2 separate regions of the Manis pentadactyla genome follow, and region 2 is linked to region 1. A link is a contact called in public Hi-C data. All regions are on one chromosome and are shown on one strand. The core of a region is the stretch at or near the end of the contact, and the rest is flanking DNA. Distances in the headings are between cores, read along the strand shown.

The links. A called contact is a pair of places that touch in the nucleus more often than the background predicts.
Region 2: a Hi-C map of fibroblasts shows a contact between it and region 1, with 7 times the contacts expected there. The contact joins the promoter of GSG1 here to the promoter of APOLD1 in region 1. A contact is called at or near these places in 2 of 3 Hi-C or Micro-C datasets (fibroblasts and skin fibroblasts).

What each region holds. Positions count from the first base shown.
Region 1 is chr14:70,373,278-70,377,287 of mManPen7.hap1, forward strand. It overlaps APOLD1 (apolipoprotein L domain containing 1), which reads left to right and starts at 1,722. Exons shown (of 2, transcript XM_036909500.2): 1 at 1,722-1,846; 2 at 3,087-4,010. The coding sequence starts at 1,844. The coding sequence ends at 3,830.
Region 2 is chr14:70,608,226-70,612,235 of mManPen7.hap1, forward strand. It overlaps GSG1 (germ cell associated 1), which reads right to left and starts at 2,159. Exons shown (of 8, transcript XM_057491669.1): 1 at 1,832-2,159; 2 at 599-641. The coding sequence starts at 2,156.

The DNA of each region.
Region 1 (4,010 bases), core at 472-2,971:
TGCATTGTATTTCCTTATGGTTTCAGGACTCAGAATTCAAGCTAGTACTGTTAATGGTAGGGTTTAACTGCATTATGGGTTTAACCTAAAGGTTAATCTGAAGGTTAACACCATTTTCAGTGTGGTCTCTCTGGGGTGATGTGTTAAAAGGGCCCCCAAAACCATTTAGAATAGAAGTTGAGGGATGCAGTCCACAGACTGTAGGGGGAACCACCGAAAAGTTTCTTCAAATATTTCTCAAGTTTCTTATTATGCTTAAGTATATGAAAGTAAATAAATGCCGAGCTCAAAGTGTTGCATTCAAGTGTCCGTATTTGTAAATAATTTGAGGTATCATGCTGTCCATTCCCCTATACCTTCTATTTCTTCTGGTTCTGTGTTACGATTACTGATGCTCTGAAGGTGATGATCTCCCTGTACCCAGAAAAATTCCTCATCCACAAAGTGAAGATTTAATTGTGTTCCTCTAAGTCTAAAACACCTGAGAAAATGTCCAGGGAAGTTGAAGGAACATACGGGAGCTAATGAATTAAGGTTCAGTCCACATCCCATTTGGAGTGACTGTGTCTATGGGGACAGAGGAAGACATTTCCCACTTATCTCAAAGCATAGGTAGATAATAATGAAGGCATCTTAACTAAGGTTTTATTTATTCTTTGAGGATCTGTAACCTGAATATTTGGACATGGACCAGATTTAGAAAAACCAAGTTCATAAAGACCATGGCCATGAGTAGAAGCAAATGGCATTATGTTGATAAATGTGATAAATGTAGTTCTTAAGGTGGGGGCACTGAATTGTGTTCCAGAAAGATATGGCTGTGAAGAATTTCCTGATGAATCAGAGTTGAGATGATAATCATTTAGGTGGAAAACCAATTTGGCCTTCCTTATTTGAAGGTGAGGGTGTTAGATGAAGGATGATGTATTCGGGGCCCTGTGGTAGGAGGCTTCCAGGCTGAGCTCCAACCACCTATCGAATGCCCCAGAAAGCGTCCACAGATACTGTACTGTTGTTCCCTCCTTTATTATCCAGGTTATTAACCTGGGGATAGAATCCATTCATTTAACTATTGCGTGGGCTACAACTGCTACTTGAAAAGACAATCTTTGGAAGCCAAATCCCCATGGCCGTTGAAAGTGTATAATTAGCTCCTTGTGGAGCATGACCCCACTGATTTTTCTGGCGCGTTTGGCCTGCAATGTGCCCTTTCTGAGACCTCCACTATCTACACAGCTGGAGATGCCCCAAGCTGCACGCACCACTTCCTGTGGGTGTGGCCTCGCGTTCTTGAGGCTCCACCCTGAATGAGTCACGTTTCTACTGCTCACAGACTCACAGTGCTTTTAAAAATGCAGGAATGGACTATGAGTGGCTACATCAGACATAACAGTTTACTCCCTCCTTTTGCTTTTTAAAAAATGTCTTTGTAATGGTGGCCTCTTGAGAAACGCTATAATTGGTCAGTCCCGGATGCGTGGATTGTCCTCCCCTATAACGTCATTAGTTATTCTCAGGAGAGGAAAGGCAGGTTTGCCGCCTGGGAGAATGACAACACTTTTTCAAGTTGGGGAAGAGCCTGTGGTTCTTTTCCTGCGTTGGGGGAAAAGCGAACACACAATGTTCATTTCCTCAATACGGGATGTGCTGTGTGGCTGGCAGGTCATTTTCCATCATGTCACATCCTTCTGGATGAAGGCAGCAGGGGGCCAGGACAGGAAACGGCAAATTCTCAGAATGAGACAAGGCTTTCCCAGGGCAGTCATTGGTTCTCTGGATCTATAAAGCAGGTTCATCCAGAAACAGCCTCAGGTTTTTCTATCCTGGAGATAGCCAGAAGTGAATGGTAAGTGGGGAGCCTAGAGGGATAGTCTCAAAGTAGTCATTGGACTTCTAATACAGGGGTGATATCCTTACATTTTCAGTGACTTTTTCTCATTTTGCTAAGCGGTGTTGGAAATTTATCACTGGTGGGTCAATTCTGGAGGCACGCAAGTAAAATTAAGACCTAGGAGTTGGGAGACCAAGATTCTAGACTGGGGTCTGTGAATCAGCTGCATCTAGAATGTGACTGTCAATGTCCTGATCTTAAAGATGAGAATAATGATTTCTGCCCTGATATCTCACAGTACTGAAATGCTCTATTTCTATGGCTTTTTTTTTTACACTTTAAAGAGGTTCCTAAAGATGAGGAGTATAGTGGATACTGTACTGAAGGCGGGAATATTTGGCAATCAGGATGTGCTTTTACTCCAGGATGTTCTTTCTTCCTTAGTCGTTTTTGGTGGCTTCCATTCAGCTTGGTAAAGGCAGCCCTCAGTGAGTTGTTAAACAAAATTTTGGCCACTTAATTTTATTCAACTGCTAGTCATTTTTTAAGGAAGCTTTCATTTAGAGAGTTATAGTGGTATTAATGTAATTTAGTTTTATTAAGCACCCATCAGAAAGTGAGATTTCTGAAGACCCCAAGTGACTCTAGTTGGGATAAATAGCACAGACAACATTTCAGGCCTGATTCTAAGGTAAGAGCCTGGAAGAATAACAAGATTCGCTTCAGGCAAGTACCTTAGTTACCTACATTCCATAGACAGTATGATTTTTGTTTTTGGTGACTTGTCTTTTCATTCGTCAGAGAGAAAACAAAACTATTGCAAACTCTTACGATCCAAGTCTTCACGTATGGAAAGGGCTTTGTAAGTTGGGCCCATCTACCACTTGATAAAAGTGTTACATTTCAGAGCAGAGGCCCCAATGTCGCATTAGACTTCTAATGCCACCCCTCCCTCCTCGCTGAGTTTACATCTTATTTAACAGTTAATTAAGTCCATCCTTCGCGTTCCCTGGGAGAAAAGCGGACGATGGCGTCACACCCATCGGCAGAGGCAGATTGAGGTCCTGAGAACTGCTGGGACTTGTCCCAGAGGACAGAACTGGTCTCGGAGAACTTGACACACAACTCCCTGCACAGTGACCCGTTTCCCCTAGCGAGGCGGGAGCTGTTTCGTTTAACGTCTGCGTACGCGGGCGGCGGCGCGAGCAGCGGGCGGGCTCCGGGACTCCGCTAACGCGTGTGCGTGTCCCCGCAGGGCATGGAGCGGCGGGCAGCCGGGGAGCTGCGCGGCGTTGACGCGCTGCGGCGCCTCCAGGGGCTGCTGCTGGACCGCCGCGGGCGACTGCACGGCGAGCTGCTGCGCCTGCGCGAAGTGGCCCGGCGCCTCGAGCGCCTCCGCCGGCGCTCCCTGGCGGCCAACGTAGCGGGCAGCTCGCTGAGCGCCGCGGGCGCCGTGGCCGCCATCGTGGGGCTCTCCCTCAGCCCCGTCACCCTGGGGGTCTCGCTTGTGGCATCGGCCGTGGGGCTCGGGGTGGCCACCGCCGGAGGGGCCGTCACCATCACGTCCGACCTCTCTCTGATCTTCTGCAATTCCCGGGAGCTGCGGAGGGTGCAGGAGATCGCGGCCACCTGCCAGGACCAGATGCGCGAGATCCTGGGCTGCCTCGAGTTCTTCTGCCGCTCTCAAGGCCGCGGGGACCGCCAGCTGCTGCAGTGCGGGAGGAACGCCTCCATCGCCCTGTACAACTCTGTCTACTTCATCGTCTTCTTCGGCTCACGTGGCTTCCTCATCCCCAGGCGGGCCGAGGGGGCCACCAAGGCTAGCCAGGCCGTGCTGAAGGCCAAGATTCAGAAACTGGCAGAGAGCCTGGAGTCCTGCACGGGGGCTCTGGACGAACTCAGTGAGCAGCTGGAGTCCAGAGTCCAGCTCTGCACGAAGAGCAGGCGTGGCCACGACCTCAAGGTCTCAGCTGAGCAGCCGACAGGGCTGTTTTTCTGAGAACATCCTTTCCCCCTAATGACCACGGCCAGAAGCCATCCCCATGGGATGCTCCAGATTTGTAACTCCCCCAGGAAAACACCCAGTTGGGTCAGGAGCTGAATGCAAAGGATGAGAAAACCTGTTCTTGAAGTCGGGGGTGGGGGGAGTGTCGTCTCATCCTCTTTTCCCATCCCCGCG
Region 2 (4,010 bases), core at 909-3,408, 240 kb after region 1:
GTGTTATCAAGTAAACGTGATTGACTGTAAATACCGTTCAGGAGACTGGAGAAGAAATCACCCACTTTTCGTGAAGCCTTGCAGGGACATAACTTTGCTATTTATTCTTTTGCTTCTCTTGTTCCTTCTCTCATTTTGGAACAAGCAGTTTTGTTTCTTTTCCTTACCCCTCTCTCCTTCAGTCCCTTCTATTTTACAAAACAAATTATTGGGGGGAGGTGGGGGAAGGAAAACCTGAGATTTTCAACATGGTTACTTGGCAACAAGAGTGGCTTAGAGCTGTTGGTGGTTTTTGGTCTGTGAATTTTCTTTGTCCCTGCTGTTCCTTTTTTTTTGGCATTTCTGTATAGGAATGAGAGCTCGGGAGGGAATGTGTGTCACCCCGTGGGGCTCAGAGGAAAAGCAGATCACAGAACTGTTTAGATTCGAGGCCCGAGTCAGTGGTGACCAAATGTGTTATCAAACCCACCTACTTGCCACAAGCCCCGAGGGAGGGTGTGGGAGGAGAGCCTTCTCCCTCAACCGCTTCTCTCCACGTCGGAGAATGGGGTGACGTGGGCCTTGCACCGTGGCAAATCCCAGCAGTCCTTTCTCATCTCTCTCGGTTGGTGGTTTGAGTTCAATGGAACTTCGGCACCTTGCTGCTGGAACACAGGTAAGGTGTGACTGCATGGACGGCTTCCTCAGAAAGGCTGCAAACTTCGCCCATCCCCATCCCCAAACACCGCGCCTGCCCAGCATGCAGAAGGCAGGTAATAGATCTCTCGCTGAAAGCAGTAAACAGTGCGTGGAGGAATGAGCCGCAGAGGCATGAGTCATCCAAGATTAATTTCTCTCTCAACTCCTGATCGTGAAGATGTTCCCCTGGGCGTGCCCACACAGGGAAACGGTCCAGCTTCCCGCGTTAGGAAGAGAATGATCCTAGTGTCAGGCAATGCCTATTGCTGGTGCTCTACCACTGGTCTGAATGGCTCCAACTTGTTTCTAAGACTGGGTTTGGACCTGTGCTAAGTAGCACAATAATAAATATCAGGACAAATACACACACATTTATATTCCTATTACATCTCCTTTTCCCCTTAGCCCAAATCGGAAGAAGTAGCAATCACAAATTGTACATGATTCTGGGCTTTAGAAAAACTTCACCACCAGATGACCTTTGAGTGCTTTGGGCAGGAAGGAGGGGTGTCCTCAGTGCACCTGCTCCTAAGCTGAGGACTGCAAATTACCTACTGTGTGTGACCCAGGACCCACTTTGCCACATGTGCGGAGAGGATGACCAGAGAGGGTCTGTCTTCAGCTCTTTAAGGACGTCCTTACCTGATCTAGTTACCCTCTTTGGGCTTCTGTTCCCCTACCTTTTAAAGTGCAACAATAGTATTTGGAATAAGAAAACGCTTTTCGAGGGGAGGAAGGGGTTTAAAGGTGATCTGCTCTGATCCTTTCATCTTGCAAACGAGAAAACCAAGGCCTGTAGAAATGAAGCTGTTCTATAAGGACACAGCTAGGCACAGCCAGGGCTTTTCCTATAATATTCATCTCTAATGCTAGCTCAATAAAGGGAAACTCTCAAAATGTTAAAAGTCTAAGAGAAACCCTATAAAGGTAATGCTAGTTTAAACCAGCACATCTGGAGAAGACAAGCCAGATGGACTTTTGATTTTTATCAGAAGGGAGTCCTATGGAGAAGAGACACAACACCGAGGGGAGTGATGCCGAGCCTGGGGGCGGGGCCCCCTGGGGTGTGGGGGAATGCCATATACTTCCCACGAGTTCTTGCCTGTGTAAGATCTCTTGGGGAGAAAAATTCAGGCAGCTGGGGTGAGGTGGCTACCTGGTTCTTCCATGATTTCCTCACAGGACAGCCACATGCCCCTCCAGAAGGTATGGGGGGAAAGGTGGCCATTCCTAGTCTCTCAGCTGCCATGTTGCACCACCTCCTGGGATGATGTGCTGGTGCTATCCCCATCCGAGGGCATCGGAATATCAAGGCACTTGGTTGCCAGGTCCTTCCCGCACAGGGGCTTGGGCACCTTCTGTGTGCCCAGAAGCCAGTGGTCTCTGAGCAGGGGTGCTGTGGGGAGGTTGAGTGACAGCACGCTGAGGATGGCAGACACAATTGTCCGTTGGTCAGAGAAGCCCTTCGGGTGCTCCATCTGTAACAAACAAAGAAGTGGAGGGCCTGATTTCAGAGCCTCCTTGGAGATCAGTCACCCCTCCTGGGGGCTCCCTAAGCTCCAGCCCACTCCTCCCTCATGATGGGCACTACCAGCTGCTCAGAGTTTTCTCCAAGGAATCGTGTGACTGGGAAAGGCACCACAGTGATGATGTTTATTCAAGCTGGGCCTTATTCAGATGCTCACTGAGGATGATCTGAGTAAGCATCAGAAAATGATCTCAGTCAGAATGTGATTGAGCCACTAGGCCAGTATGTATCAGGTAGAGAAAACAGAATTGTCAGCTCTCTAAATGCCCTGCTGGTAATTATTTTTGGTTTTGTCTTCACTGAGAGGGAGGAGCACCGAACTGTTGAGATATTTTTGTTGCAATGTGTTTTTGGTGTCCTCTCCTTGCCTTATAGACCAAGAGGCGGAAAGGGGGATATGTCCTAGCAACCAGTGTTAACTGGATCATGCCCTGGGGGGAGCAGACAGAGACTTCGGGGTCTCAAGGATTAAAGAAGTCAGTGGACCAACTGGGATGTGGGGCACTGAACCCCCAGAGAGGAGATGGGGCTCCAGGTGCTGAGAGAGGTGATGATCTGGCTCCGGCTTCCATTCACTGCCTCTGAAATGACAGAGTTGCAAACGGGAGGTAGCTGCGTGAGCACGAAGAGTCATGGCCACCGACCCACAGGGAGGTTGCCCTTAGCCAGCCGAGGAGCCCTGGGAATGCAGTGACATCTCCACAGCTCGGTGCCAAGCAGAGCCTGAAGCCCAGTGGGGACTCAGCGAGTGGCAGCAGAAAGTTCTGTGTGGCTCGTGTGGCTCTGGCTGCAGGCCCTGACCTCGTCATTTCTAGCCCAAGAGTAGAGGTGGACCAGCTGAAAAATGACCACTGTTAGATGCTTTGACTTTGCTGAATGGCGGCTCGGGAGCCAGATTTAATTTGATTTAGAAAAATGAAGAAATCTGACAGGTCTAGCACCCTGGGTTATGGAGTAGTTTATATTGTTACATTAATAATACTGAATGGAAAAGCAGCCCACACTTAGATGCTGACAGACCCTTCTTAAAGTAACCCCCCTTGAGCTTCCCAGGAGACCTCTCATATCAGAATTAATCAGACCTAAATCTGCTTAGCTTAAAAGATGTAAATAAAACCATAGCTAAATGGGACGGGCTCATAAATCTGCCTCTTTCATCATCTCTAGCTTAACGTTTTCTACCTTTAACAGAACTTTGTCATAGAATTACAGCAGTTCTTCAGAATTTCCAGGGACTAAAACAGTGCATACCTCAGACAAGGTGCATGTTATTTATGGCAATAAGAAATATCGCAAGGTTCGTATGTATATATAAATCAATATATAAAACATGATAGCACAGTTTCTGGAAAGCAATCTGCTAATATGATTTTTTTAAAAAGCACTCAACAAATTAAAGCCACCAAGAATTGTCAGTCCATTCAAGACTCTGAGTGGCTTTGGTAGACTGAAAACCTACAGCATCCGGAAGGAGGAAAGATCTCATATTGCCAGATATTGGAATCATATATTGCCCCCGTCTCCAAAAAGAACATTTTCATCTTGTTTTTAGTTATGAAAATCCTGTTGGTTTAGTCATTGTTCTGTTACTTTTGAGTTATCTTTTATAATCATTTTTCTATCCATTGCTTGACTAGGAAATGGACTTTTAGGTGAAACATCGTCTGTATTCTGTAATTTGATAATTATTCTGTATCAAAGACTGAACTAAGGATTTAAGCAATTGTACATTTTGCAGCAACTTTATTTTCAGTCTTACATGGCTTGGAAATTTATCTACTATCACATCACATCAGACTTTAAC